Regions from separate parts of the Zea mays genome. Here region 2 is linked to region 1. A link is a contact called in public Hi-C data. All regions are on one chromosome and are shown on one strand. The core of a region is the stretch at or near the end of the contact, and the rest is flanking DNA. Distances in the headings are between cores, read along the strand shown.

Region 1 (7,168 bases), core at 2,234-4,733:
ACCTTGGGAGTGGGATGATCAAGGACTCCCTGGTTTAGGGGAGGGCCTAAGGTGTTGGCTCAGCTGGTTTAGGCGTGAGCAGAAGGATTGTCCCCTCATATAAGGACCGGCTTGTCATCTTCACTACATGTACTCTTTAATAGTACAACCACTCGAGACTGTGTGGGCAGTCACTCAATCTGAACTCGTGCGGTCCGACCCTAGGGTTATGAAGGCTAGGGAGCACCGGGAGGATAAGGAGGGGGAAAGTTTTGTCCGGTTTGGACATGGTGGTGGCCTGACTCCTTCCGGATAACCGTTAAGGTTAGGACGTACAAGGAAGGAAAGAGATCCGGCATTCGGGTCTCGCGACGGTGAGATCGCAGAAACCAGACTAGTGGGTAAAGTGTACCCCTCTGCGCAGAGTTGAAACCTATTCGAATAGTCTGTGTCCACTGGTATGGACGAGTCTGGTGTAGTATGACAATTAGAGATTTTTCTATAACCTCCGTGAACAGGGAAATGTGTGTAAGTGCTCACTAAGAAAGAAAACAAGGCCACGGGAGCGGGAAGCTCAATGGCGGTTGAGTATTTTTGTTACTTTTAAGTCTTTGGGGGAAAAACCTTACAGCAACTGCCTTTCTCTAAGAAAATGAAGAGTGACTTCAACCCCACCAAACAAAGCATGTATGATATAGGTCTCTTTCTCTTTACGGGAGCGGGGTGGGCTTGCGGAATACCTAGTGTATTCACCCAGATTTATTTATGTTTTTCAGCAGCCGAAGACTTCTTTTCTGCTATGCTTGATTGAGAGGGCTGTGTCTGCACCCAGTTCTGCCTGTGGCTTGGGCTAGTGTACTTTCTACTGCGCTCTTTATATTCTGGCTCTCTCGAGCTTGTACCCCGGTATTGTAATAACTTTTATTTAAACTCTATACTATTTGAAGTAAGGAATGTGGTTACTAGCCTCCTGGGACTAGTAATTGTATCACATTTGAGTCCCAAAGGATCGAGACGCTTCAGTGCCTAAGCCCAAGTCACCGCTGAGGCGTCAGGGTGCGGCCGCCTCAGCTTTGCGGACGACGAGGACGAGGACGACGCCGAGGCGGGCCCGTTTGCGCAGCGCCGCCTTCCCCCGACGGCCTCGGTGCGCCCCGCCCGCACGGCGTCCCCGGCCGCGGGAGCGCTCCATCGCCTCACGCTCGCCAGGGAGCGAATCAAGAGCTCGCCGACACCTACCGGCGCTGCTGTGTCGGCGCCTAAGCCTTCCAACTTCCAATCCCATGCTAGGGAGTACACACCAGAGCGCCTCCTGGAGCTCCAGAAGAATGCGCACCCGCTCCTTGGGAGCCTCTTGCGTGCCCAACCACGGACTCCTGTGACTGAGCCCCGGTCGCAGAAGTTGTCTAGTACCCCTGCAAGTTCCACTCCAGCTACCACCACCACAGCTGCAACAGAAACAGTGGTTGTTCTTAAAGGTCTGGTGAAACCTATGTCTGAGGCCAGCATTGGGCCAAGGATACCGAAGCACGACAACGAGGAAGATAAATCTGAAGAAGAGAGGAAATAAGATGAAGAGGATGAAGGACCAGTGATACCTGACCGTGCAACCATTGAAGCCATCAGGGCGAAGCGACAACAGCCAAGGCATGCAGCGCCAGATTATATCTCTCTTGATGCTGGTGATGTGCTGAGCAGCCGGAATGCTGCTGGTGAGTCGAGTGATGAGGATGACAATGAGATAACAGATCAGATTGCAATGTACACTGACAAGCCAGGTGATGGCCCGAGGAGCACAAAAGGTGTATTCAATGGGATAAGTAACAGGGTCCTGCCACCAGTTTGGGGGCTTTCAGTGATGGCAGCAGGAAGGTTGAGGATGATAGAGATGATGATGATGCCGACGAAGGAGAGAGGAAATGGGAGGAAGAGCAGTTCAGGAAGGGGCTTGGTAGGAGGATGGACGATGCTTCTACTCAGAGGTCAGCAAATGGGGTACCAGCTGCTATGCAGGTCCAGCCACAACCATTTGGATACCCAGTGAGTTCCCATTACCAGCCCTCCCTTAGGCCTCGTTTGGATAAAGAGGGATTGAAGTGGATTTTAGGGATTGAAAGGGAAACTAGTTCATATTACACTTCAATACACCTTATACCACCTCAATCCACTCCAGTCCAAGATTACCCAAACAAGCCCTTAGCAGTGTTGTGCCTGTGGCATCAGTTTTTGCATCTGGAACTGCAGAGTTCTTGTCCATCGCTCAACAAGCGGATGTTGCAAATAAAGCCTTGCAAGACAACATCCAAAAACTTAGGGAGACTCACAAGACAACAGTCAGTGCTTTAGTTAAGACCGACACACATCTTAATGAAGCTCTTTCAGAGATATCAAGCCTCGAGATCCAATGGTTTCAGGTAAACATTTGGTCCACCAGAAAACACAATAAATATATATTACCATTATATGTCTGTTCGTTTGTAGTAAAATTCATGCTTAAATGTTGTAGCAGAATAGACCACATATCCCAGGAGTATGCAACAAACCTAGTATAGTCCGCAGTATGTTAGTATCTTTGCTAAAGGGGCGCCATTTAAGAAGCTATTCTTGTTAGTATCTCTATAATTCATGAAGCTCTTCCTGTTAGTATCTCTGCACGTAACATGCTTCACTGAGCATCCGACACATCACACTCTGCACTTTTAACTATTTGCGCACTTATCAGTTGACCTCACAAACACAACCATGTAGAGCTGTACACTATGAAGCTATTCAAATTTTGTCATATTGTATCTTTTAAGATATGTAAACATTCACTTTTAGTGATGCTAACAAAAGAATAGAACATCAATTAGTGTTTTCATTTAGGTCCCGTTTGTTTCCTTTCATTTCGAGAAATTGGAATCTTACTAATAGAATAGACTATTTTTTTAGAATGTGACATTCCACCACTTTCCAGAGTTATTATATAAGCCTATCTCAAATTCATGTGGTGAGAGATGGAAATTGATTTTATAGATTTACATGTTATTTTTCCGATGCACAACTTATAGCACATTCTTTTACTTGCTTCGCTATAACATAAATGTAGTATATAACTATCTCTATCATATGATTTAGGATAATATACAAATATATTACTTATATAAATATATGAACTTAATTAGTTTTGTCTAAATTATAATTATTCAAACAGAATTCAATTCCAACGAAACAAACGAGCCCTTAATGTATTTCATCGTATTGATTCCGTAGTAACGCACGGGCATATACCTAGTATAATAATAAAATAGAACACATTTTCTAGATATTGGTTTTAATTCATGGGATTCAAACATGTCTTTAGTCTTTGTTTGGTACTCTAGTATTTATCCTAATTCATATGTGTTGAGATGATGTAAATCCACCTCAATACACGTGGATTGAGGTTAATTGTATCCAAACTAGCCCTTAAGCTGAAAATGGGCTTTTGGCTATGAAACGGCACAGATCAATGTGCAGCGGTTATTGGCCTATCTTTAAATTTCACTATCGGCAGCAGCCCGGGCTTAACAAGCGAAGGCCCACTTCGCGTCCACCCATCAGCTCTCGTCCTCTCACCGTCCTACGCTCTGCCGCCCGCCACCAGGCGCCAGATCGACACCGGAGGTGATGTCGCCGCCGGCGAGCCACCGCCGCCGTTCTCGGTTCCTTAGCTGGCCGCTGCTCTTCATCGCGATCCTCGCGATCCACTCGCTGGCAGTATACCTTTTTACCCGCGGCTTCCTCCTCACCCGCACCGAGCTGGACCTCCACAGCAGCCGCGACGACTTCTCGCCGCAGGGCAACGTCTCCCCCGGGTGCGACTCCTGGCCCCCGGCCGCCGTCGACCGCCTTGTCATTGTCGTCCTCGACGCGCTAAGGTGCGACAATTTGGATCCCTCATACTCCACGTACCGAGTCGTTTTTTTTTATAGCTGATGCGGTTTAGCAATTTGTTGCCTCGCAGATTTGATTTCGTGGCGCCGAGTACCTTTTTTGCAGGTGGTGACTCTGAGCGAAAAAATCGCTTCACTGTATGATTGTTACCGCTGCTAATATATTAACTAATCTCTGGATCTGCTGCAGAGAAGCAGCCGTGGATGGACAAGCTGCACGTTTTGCAGAAGCTTGCTGCCGACGAAAAGACCTCTTCAAGGATCTTCAAAGCTCTCGCTGATCCACCAACAACTAGCCTCCAGCGCCTTAAGGTGATCCTAACATTCAAATCGTATCATTATATAATTTTTTCTCCTAGAAATATTGTAATGTGATCCAAAACGGTACTTCGTGGGCTTAACAGAATCCTTTTAAAACTCAATGCTCAGGCTCTCACCACGGGTGGACTCCCTACCTTTATTGATGTCGGCAATAGTTTTGGTGCTCCTGCAATAGTCGAAGATAATATAATGCATCAGGTTCATCTCATCCCACATTCAATTTTGTACCGACTAGGTCCAATTATTTCTCTACAGCTCATGCTGGTTTGCTAGCCATGATGATGTGATGTTTTCTGTTCCTTGGGGATCAACCAGTTGGCTAAAAATGGAAAGAGAGTTGTCATGATGGGGGATGATACATGGATACAACTGTACCCTGAACACTTCAACAAGTCATTCCCATACCCTTCCTTTAATGTTAAAGACCTTGACACAGTATGAGATTCTGTCAATCAAATCCTTGTTCTTGTTTTTTGATGAACCTCTTAGTTCTTTCTTTTAAGTTTGACTGAATTATCAATTATGGTTGTATGCCAGGTAGATAATGGTGTAATTGAGCACTTGCTTCCATCTCTTCACAAAAATGATTGGGATGTTCTTATTGCACATTTTCTTGGAGTGGTAAGTTATTGTGCATTCAATTTGGACTTACCTGCTATTTGTCATCCTTTTATCTTTAGCTGGAAACTTGTGAGATCAACTTTGTTTAGGACCATGCAGGACATATATTTGGTGTTGACTCAACCCCGATGATCCAGAAGTTGGAGCAATACAATCAGATCCTGGAGGTCAGTTGTCTCATGCATATACTATTCTTCTCTTCTTGTGCTTTTTAGGAGGCATTTAGCATTATCTTATCTATGCTCTCCACATTTATTTTCCAATCTTCTGAATGTTCTACAGTCCATTCTTATTTTCTTCTATAGGGTGTTATTGACACATTGAGAAGTCTATCCAAACCTGGTGGTACCCATGAGAATACTTTGCTTTTGGTAATGGGTGATCATGGTCAAACCCTGAATGGTGACCATGGAGGAGGGACTGCTGAAGAGGTGATCTTCTTTCTGTTTGGCTGTGAGTACATAGCAATCACATTTAATCTCGTGTGAATTGTAGGTTGAAACATCGCTGTTTGCATGGAGTCCAAGGACCCCACCAGATGCAGTCTTATCTGTTCTTGATGATAGTTCGTGCACTGTTAATCTGGTATATTTGTCAATCACATCTGCACCTTAATAGTAAATCATTTGCTCTTCTGATTTATGACAATAGAAGGATTGTTTGACGGGTTAAGATTATAAATAATTAGAACAAATTCAAATGAACTTGAAGTTGTATGTAGACAAGATTTGGGGGAAAAACGTCCTCTTCTATATGAATACATGATCAACAGATCTCCTGCTAAAAGTTGGAGAATGAAACCCTTAACCCTAACTAGGGTAGGGACTAGTATATATATTGATAGATGTTGGGCCTAGCCCATTATACAAGGGTGTGACAGTAATTACAAGGGACTGACCCCAAAACCCTAGGCGGTTACTCTAACATCCCCAGCAGTCGCAACTCTATCTTGTACAGATGTTGAGACTGGATTGAAAGTCGGCGAAGACACTCGACGACAGCCCCTTGGTGAAGATGTCGGCGAACTGCAGTGTGGTGGGGACGTTGAGAACCCAAATGTCACAGGCGGCGACCCACTCGCGGACAAAGTGCATGTCGATTTCCACGTGCTTCATGCGCTAATGCTGCACGAGATTGGTGGAGAGGTAGACCGCTGACGTTGTCGCAGTAGACGAGGCTGGCGCGCTGGAGGGGGCCGTGGAGCTCATGGAGAAGCTGACGCAGCCAGGAGGCCTCTGCCACGCCGTTGGCTACAACATGGTGCTCGACCTCCACGCTGGAGTGGGAGACGACGGGCTGCCGCTTGGCGGCCTAGGAGACGAGGTTGGCGTCCAATAACATGACATAACCGGAAGTGGATCAGCGCATGTCGGGACAACAAGCCCAGTCAGCGTCGGTGTAGACCACGAGCTCGGACATCGGGGAGGGTCGGAGTAGAAGGCCGTAGTCGAGGGAGCCGCAGAGGTAGCACAGGATCCGCTTGAGAGCGGTGAGATGGGGCTCCTGCGGGGTGTGCATATGCAGGCACACCTGCTGGACGGCGTAGGTGATGTCGGGCCTAGAGAATGTGAGGTACTGGAGCGCGTCGGTGAGACTCCGGTAAGACGTCACGTCAGTGACCAGGGGCCCGTCGTCCTCGGAGAGCTTCGCCTGAGTGTCGACGGGTGTGGAGCAAGGCTTGCAGTCGGACATGCCAGCCCGCTCTAGGATGTTGATGGCATACTGGCGCTGGTGGAGGAAGAGACCCTGAGGCTGGCGCTCGGTGGTGATGCCGAGAAAGTGGTGGAGGGCCCCAGGTCCTTCATCGTGAACTCCCGCTGAAGGGTGACGATCGTGCGCTGTAGGAGGTCGGCAGTGGATGCTGTGAGCACAATGTCGTCGACGTAGAGCAGGAGGTAGACGAGGTCGTCGCCGCGTCGGTAGATGAATAGGGAGGTGTCCGACTTGGCCTCGACGAAGTCGATGGAGGCCAAGTAGGAGGCGAAGTGACTGTACCATGCCCGCGGCGCCTGCTTGAGGCCGTACAGGGAGTGGTTCAGCCGACAGACTTATACAGTCTCCGTCAGAGTGCCGTGGAGGAAGGCATTCTTGACGTCGAGCTGATGGATCGCCCAGTCCCGGGAGAGGGCGAGGACTGCTCGAACGACGACGAACATGATGACGGGGCTGAAGGTCTCGTCGTAGTTCACTCCGGGGCGCTGGGTGAAGCCCCGAAGGACCCAACAGACCTTATAGAGGTCGAGGGAGCTATTCGAGGTCAGCTTGTGGCGAAAGAGCCGCTTGCCGCGGTGACCACGTTGGTGCCTGGAGGACACGACACCAGGTCCCAGGTG
Region 2 (6,804 bases), core at 1,118-3,617, 69 kb before region 1:
CAAGATCCCAGCCTCTGCACTCTAGTACTGACGTTAGTGGAGATGGACGTTGTATCCAAGTTCATAGTCAACCTGAAACAAAACCAAGTTGTTTAGGTTCTTTCCTGGTATTTTGAAAAACACATTTATCGCATGTTTAACCTCATAATTCTTTATACAGCCAAGCAAAGGACAGCAGATGCAGTTTCTACAGTGGAGTCCCTTCCTCGCCCCACCAGCACAAGGTTCCTTTCATACGAAGAACTGAAAGTGGCAACAAATAACTTCGAGCCTTCAAGTGTGCTTGGAGAAGGTGGTTTTGGCCGTGTCTTCAAGGGGGTACTGGGTGATGGCACTGCTGTCGCTATAAAGAAGCTTACTAACGGAGGGCACCAAGGAGATAAGGAGTTTTTAGTTGAAGTGGAAATGCTGAGCAGGTTGCACCACCGGAATCTTGTGAAACTGATTGGTTATTACAGCAGCCGTGAATCATCACAGAACCTTCTTTGTTATGAGCTTGTTCCCAATGGAAGCCTAGAGGCTTGGCTTCATGGTACGATCTATTGCATCTTCTCTTACCAAATCCTCTGTGCATAGGCCCCATTTTATTTGCACCTGAACCTACTATTTCAGTTTGTTTGGACCATGTAACTTCTAGAAATAAGAAACATAATTCCGGGTTACGTCCTGCGCGCCACCCTCCGGCTGGGCTGTTGCAGAGTGGGCGGTGACGGCCCGCTAGTGATGGGGGGCCAGTGTTCGGGGGTTTTCTCGGCCAGGACCATGTTTCGGTCTCTTCTTAATATAATACTGGGAGGGCGGTCTTTCCCTCTCCGGCGAGTTTTCTATAATTCTGACCTTACACTGCATTTTATCAGGTACACAAGGTGCTAGCCGCCCCTTGGACTGGGACGCCAGGATGAGGATAGCACTTGATGCTGCCAGGGGATTAGCATACCTCCATGAGGATTCGCAGCCTTGCGTAATCCACAGGGATTTCAAAGCATCTAATATATTGCTTGAGAATGATTTCCATGCTAAAGTGTCCGATTTTGGTCTGGCAAAACAGGCGCCGGAAGGTCGGACGAACTATCTTTCTACTCGTGTTATGGGAACTTTCGGGTAATCTGAATGTCCTTTTACATTTAGCCATGGGTCCATGGCCCAGCAATTTATTTTCTGAATTTACCTTCACCTTGTACTTCTGGCCTTTTTGCAGGTATGTTGCACCGGAGTACGCCATGACAGGACACTTGCTTGTAAAAAGTGATGTATATAGCTATGGAGTTGTTCTACTTGAACTACTAACTGGGAGGAGGCCCGTTGATATGTCACAGCCCTCTGGGCAGGAAAACCTAGTGACTTGGGTAACACTTCTTTCTTTTAGGAGTATACTATCTTCAGTTCCTGTGTGATTTTACAGCTAAATTGGAATATTTTAACGTGATGACTCTCAGACACTCTGGATTGTGTGTGCATACGTTGTTTTTATGTATGTGTGGGCAGCTGACAACTGGAATTTAAATCTGAAATTGCTCGTATATATATATATATATATATATATATATATATATATGATTATTTGTCCCTTCGTGGTGTGGTGCATGAAGAGGTGATATCACACTCAAGACATTCTTTTGCTCTGTTGGCTGCAGGCACGGCCAATTCTCCGAGACCAAGATAGATTAGGAGAGCTAGCTGATCCCAGGCTTGGCGGCCAGTACCCGAAAGATGATTTTGTGCGGGTGTGCACAATCGCAGCAGCCTGCGTTTCGCCAGAGGCGAACCAGAGGCCAACAATGGGCGAGGTGGTGCAGTCACTCAAGATGGTGCAGCGCTCTGTGGAGTTCCAGGAATCTGTGCCAACACCTCCCGCTCGCCCCAACGTCCGGCAATCGTCGACGACCTATGAGTCTGATGGCACCTCGTCCATGTTCTCTTCGGGCCCCTTCTCAGGCCTCAGCCCCTTCGAGACCGAAACCATTCCAAGGACTGCGGTTTTCTCAGAAGATCTCCATGAAGGTCGATGACTGGTGGGGGGTGGCTGCCTTGCCATCGCCGAGCCGAGCCGTTTCTCTAGAGCCTGTAGCCATGTAGTCAAGCATTCAAAGGCTGGTGGTCCAATTGGCCTGGCCAGCCATTGGGAGGAAAGGGGTACCTGTAAATTCCATTTTTCTGCGCCGTCTCAAAAGACTACTACTAGATTATTACAACCCACAAGGACGTTCTCTGGCTTTGTATGGAAGAAATGGTTTTGTTCGAAGTTGCTGCTGTCCTCAGTCCATAGCTCCTGAATTACGCAGACAGACAGTCCTAACTCCTACATGCAGCCAAACGCCCGTTGTGTGGGTGGACATGTTTGTAGGGTTTCTCAGCTGCATGCCCCTACTGGCCTCCAACCGCGTTCTCCCGCGGTCAAGCACCCTCACGGTCTCACCTCCGAGACCTTTCTCTCTCTTCCCCTTTCACCAATCGCTGTCACCCATGCAATGCATCTTCTCTTCCGTCACCATAGGCCGCCGGACTGCCTAGCTCCCTCCCAATCTCTCGGCGCATGGCTGGCAGAGCTCGGGGCCCATTCCTGGTGCTGCTACTCGTCGCCGGCGTCGCTGCCACCGCAGAGTCCAAGGTGTACGCTCCGGCGGACCGGGTGTTGCTCAACTGTGGGTCGACGACGGACGGCCTGGACGCGGACGGCCGGAGGTGGGTGGCTGACACGAACGACAACACGTGGCTGGCCGACTCCGGCAAGTCGTCCCTGATGATGGCGGCCGACAAGGTGGACACTGGGCTGCCGTCCACCATCCCCTACATGACGGCGCGTGTGTTCACCGTGGAGGCCGTGTACAACTTCACCGTGAACCCACGGGACCGCCACTGGGTGCGCCTCCACTTCTACCCGTCCTCCTACAGCGGGCTCTCCGCCGCCGGCTTCCACTTCTCCGTGTCCACGTCCACCGGCATCACGCTACTCCGCAACTTCAGCGCGTACACCTACGCAAAGGCGCTGAGCCAGGCGTACATCATCCGGGAGTTCTCCTTCCCGCCTACGCCCGCGGGGTTCCTCACCCTCACCTTCACGCCAACGCCCATGGGCAACGAGACCTACGCCTACGTCAATGGCATCGAGGTGATCTCCATGCCCGACATCTTCGTCGACCCGGCGATCATGGTCGGCTTCGCGGACCAGACCGTAGACATCGCCAGCTCCACGCTCCAGACCATGTACCGGTTGAATGTCGGCGGCTCGTACATCCCGCCGTCCAACGACTCCGGCCTCACCCGGCACTGGTACGACGACACGCCATACGTGTACGGCGCGACGCAGGGCGTCACCTACAGGGCCGGCCCGCATTTCCAGATCAAGTACCCCAGCGAGATCGCCGAGTACGCCGCGCCGCCGGAGGTGTACCTGGGCACCCGATCCATGGGCTCCGACCCTCGCCTGAACCAGAACTACAACCTCACCTGGACCATGGCGGTGGACGGCAACTTCACCTACGTCGCGCGCCTCCACTTCTGCGAGCTGCTGCTCAGCCGGGCCAACCAGCGGGCGTTCGACATCTACGTCAACAACAAGACGGCGCAGGCCGACGCCGACGTGATCGGGATGACGTCGGAGAAGGGCGTGCCCATATACAAGGACTACGCGGTGTACGTGGCCGACGACCCTGATGGCCAGGCCATGTGGGTGGCGCTGCACCCGTCCGTAGCGCTCCGGCCGCAGTTCTACGACGCCATCCTCAACGGCCTCGAGATCTTCAAGCTCAACGACACCGCGGGCAACCTCGCCGCGCCAGACCCCGAGCCGTCCAGGTTGCTCGCCAAGGCGGAGCTGGGCGCTGGAGAGCAGGAGGCGCCCAGGAGTGAGCACCCCCACATATCGACGGTGATGGGCGGCACGGCAGGCGGCGCGGCCGTGCTCGGGATCATCGCTGCGATCTGCGTTGTGTGGAACCATGAAAAGAAGAGCAGGGAGGCAGCCAGCACCGGCGGGTCGCACACCTCCGGGTGGCTGCCGCTGTACCACTCCCACAACAGCGGCAAGTCGTCGGGCCACCTCCCGGCGAACCTTGCTGGCATGTGCCGGCACTTCTCGTTCGCCGAGATCAAGGTGGCCACCAAGAACTTCAGCGAGTCGCTGGTGATCGGTGTGGGCGGGTTCGGCAAAGTGTACCGGGGCGTCGTGGATGGCGACACCAAGGTGGCCATCAAGCGGTCGAACCCGTCGTCGGAGCAGGGCGTGCAGGAGTTCCAGACGGAGGTGGAGATGCTGTCCAAGCTGCGGCACCGGCACCTTGTCTCCCTCATCGGCTTCTGCGAGGATGCCGGCGAGATGATCCTCGTGTATGACTACATGGAGCATGGCACGCTGCGGGAGCACCTCTACATGGGCGGCAAGCCGCCGCTGTCGTGGCGGCACCGCCTAGACATCTGCATCGGCGCCGCGCGGGGCCTCCACTACCTCCACACGGGCGCCAAGTACACCATCATCCACCGCGACGTCAAGACCACCAACATCCTCGTGGACCGGGACTGGGTCGCCAAGGTCTCCGACTTCGGCCTCTCCAAGTCCGGCCCGACGACAGTGAACCAGACGCACGTGAGCACCATGGTCAAGGGCAGCTTCGGGTACCTCGACCCGGAGTACTTCCGGCGGCAGCAGCTGACGGACAAGTCCGACGTGTACTCCTTCGGCGTCGTCCTCTTCGAGGTGCTCCTCGCGCGGCCAGCGCTCGACCCGGCGCTGCCACGGGAGCAGGTCAGCCTCGCCGACTACGCGCTCAACTGCCAGCGGACCGGCACCCTGCCAGACGTTGTCGACCCAGCGATCAAGGACCAGATCGCGCCGGAGTGTTTGAAGAAGGTCGCGGACACGGCCGAGAAGTGCCTCGCCGAGCAGAGCATCGACCGGCCGTCCATGGGGGACGTCCTGTGGAACCTCGAGTTCGCGCTGCAGCTGCAGGACACCTACGAAGGAGGCAGCTGCGGGCGGCGGGCCGTGGGCGACGGCAGCGGCACGGGGCGCCCGGCACTCGAGCCGAGCAACAGCAACGGGAGCACGGCGAGCGTCACGACGCTGGGGACGTCGTCCACGTCCCGGGCGCACGAGGCGGCGTGCGCGATCATGGAGGAGACCGACAATGAGGCGTTCTCGCAGCTCGTGCGCCCAACTGGCCGGTAACACGGCGCTCGGTAGAGATACTCTCGAGGAATTTCTATCCATTGCCCGAAAGATCCTGTGCATGCGCGCTCTCATAGTAGTGCTTTATTAGAAAAATCACCTCTACTCCGTATTGGTTACTCTAATTTAGTTTTTTTTGTTTTTTTGGTAGATAGTAATATAGTATACAATGTATTTAGCCATGTTCTTGGAAATTTTGAAGTTAAAAGTTAGCCGGCCATGAAAATGTCTACACCTCCATTGCCTCCACCATCTGTGATACACAATACCGACTAACCCCGTCAATTACCATTAAAACACTTGGGCACCTTCGCGGCTCTGTGTTGCTGGCAATTATGTAAAAGAAGAACTGGCGTGGTGTTGAAGGCAGAGCTTGAGGCACATTTTGTCTACTGCAGAGGCGAAGAGGAACTATGGACATGTGATTGCCAAGAAATAGATCACGGCATAATAGATGTAGAATGTCAGCCAAACGGGTGGATCTAAAGTAGTTTTTCTAGAAAGAACTGCTTTTAAGTAGTACTGTTTTCGTAGCATATTAGATCTTTTTTTTCTCTCTGTTTTTTTAAAAGAGGCTCTTGTATTTATACCTCTGTTTCCTATTAAAATTATTTTTATCGTTTTTTAACTTCGCGAGTTTACTCCTGCATTTTCAAAACCACTTCACTTTGCCCTTATTCCGTCATCCTTCCCTAACGATGTTAATTTTGGTAAGAACCGTGCTATAAATACGACTGAGAACACCGACTCAGATTAGACCTCATAGAGTTCTACTACGGCGTCAAATAATTGTATCGCATGAACTCTACTCAACAGCAGGTCCTAGAGCAGACACCGTGAGGTCGTACCATAATCGGACAAATGAGTCGTACGCATAGCATTTCCGTTTTGTTAAAAGAGACAAATATACCAACATGATTTATCGTCTGGTTTCTATGGCTATTTGAGTGTTTGAATGCACTAAAACTAATAGTTAGTGACTAAAATTAGTTGAAGACAGCCAAACATCCTAGTTAATAGTTCAACTATTAACTACTTTTAGTAAATTAGTCAATAGTTAGCTAGCTATTTGTTAGTTAGCTAATTCCACTAACAATTTTTTAGTCAACTAACTATTATCTCTAGTGCATTCAAACATCCCCTTATATTCTATTTTAATAGAAATAGTTAGATTTGGTCAAATATGTTTGATACAATTTATAACTATTTTATGTCAGATTTATAATATTGAAAAGTATTAAATTTTTTGGCATCGTCTTAGCAATATTTTGATAGCATTGAGACTAGTAGCTGAACAAGGAATTAAAAACAGCATATAAGATTATCAAGTGCTAATAACTATAGATACTTTCGTATAAAGACATGTATATTTGGACTTAGGTGTACTTCCAACCGGCAAGACAGGCCTGCGGTGTCTGGATGATATGTCGCACCGATTGTGACAACAATACAAAGCACAATGCTATTATAATGTCTGTTTCAAAAGGGAGCAAATAAAAAAATTTAGCAACAAGATTGCCATTGATAGAAATGAACATGGCATTTCTTGCACACTAAGGGGGTGTTTGGTTTGAAGAATCACTCCATCCAAAATGTGATGGTGCATCATGGGTCCATTCTTCAAATTGGTGGGATGACCC

Evidence for each region. Hi-C and Micro-C count contacts between places; a contact is called where the count stands out from the background.
Region 2: a contact with region 1 is called in a Hi-C map of leaf, with 4 times the contacts expected there. The contact joins the enhancer-like site here to the promoter of LOC103649951 in region 1. A contact is called at or near these places in 4 of 25 Hi-C or Micro-C datasets (ear, endosperm, leaf and 1 more).

The regions. Positions count from the first base shown.
Region 1 is chr3:35,601,169-35,608,336 of Zm-B73-REFERENCE-NAM-5.0, reverse strand. LOC103649951 (GPI ethanolamine phosphate transferase 3) reads left to right here and starts at 3,483. Exons shown (of 22, transcript XR_563819.4): 1 at 3,483-3,878; 2 at 3,965-3,999; 3 at 4,084-4,205; 4 at 4,323-4,412; 5 at 4,530-4,649; 6 at 4,752-4,835; 7 at 4,925-5,002; 8 at 5,141-5,266; 9 at 5,331-5,420.
Region 2 is chr3:35,669,619-35,676,422 of Zm-B73-REFERENCE-NAM-5.0, reverse strand. LOC100279235 (putative protein kinase superfamily protein) reads left to right here. Exons shown (of 8, transcript NM_001152256.1): 5 at 161-532; 6 at 858-1,101; 7 at 1,199-1,346; 8 at 1,635-2,261. The coding sequence ends at 2,009. Among protein-coding and RNA genes, the nearest start is that of LOC100279235, 8.5 kb to the left of the region's middle. Within about 2 kb of position 2,367, at least 15 of the 20 cell types and tissues checked have an H3K27ac peak or open chromatin away from gene starts, as enhancers often do. A contact at or near this core is called in ear, leaf and tassel, where this site is marked.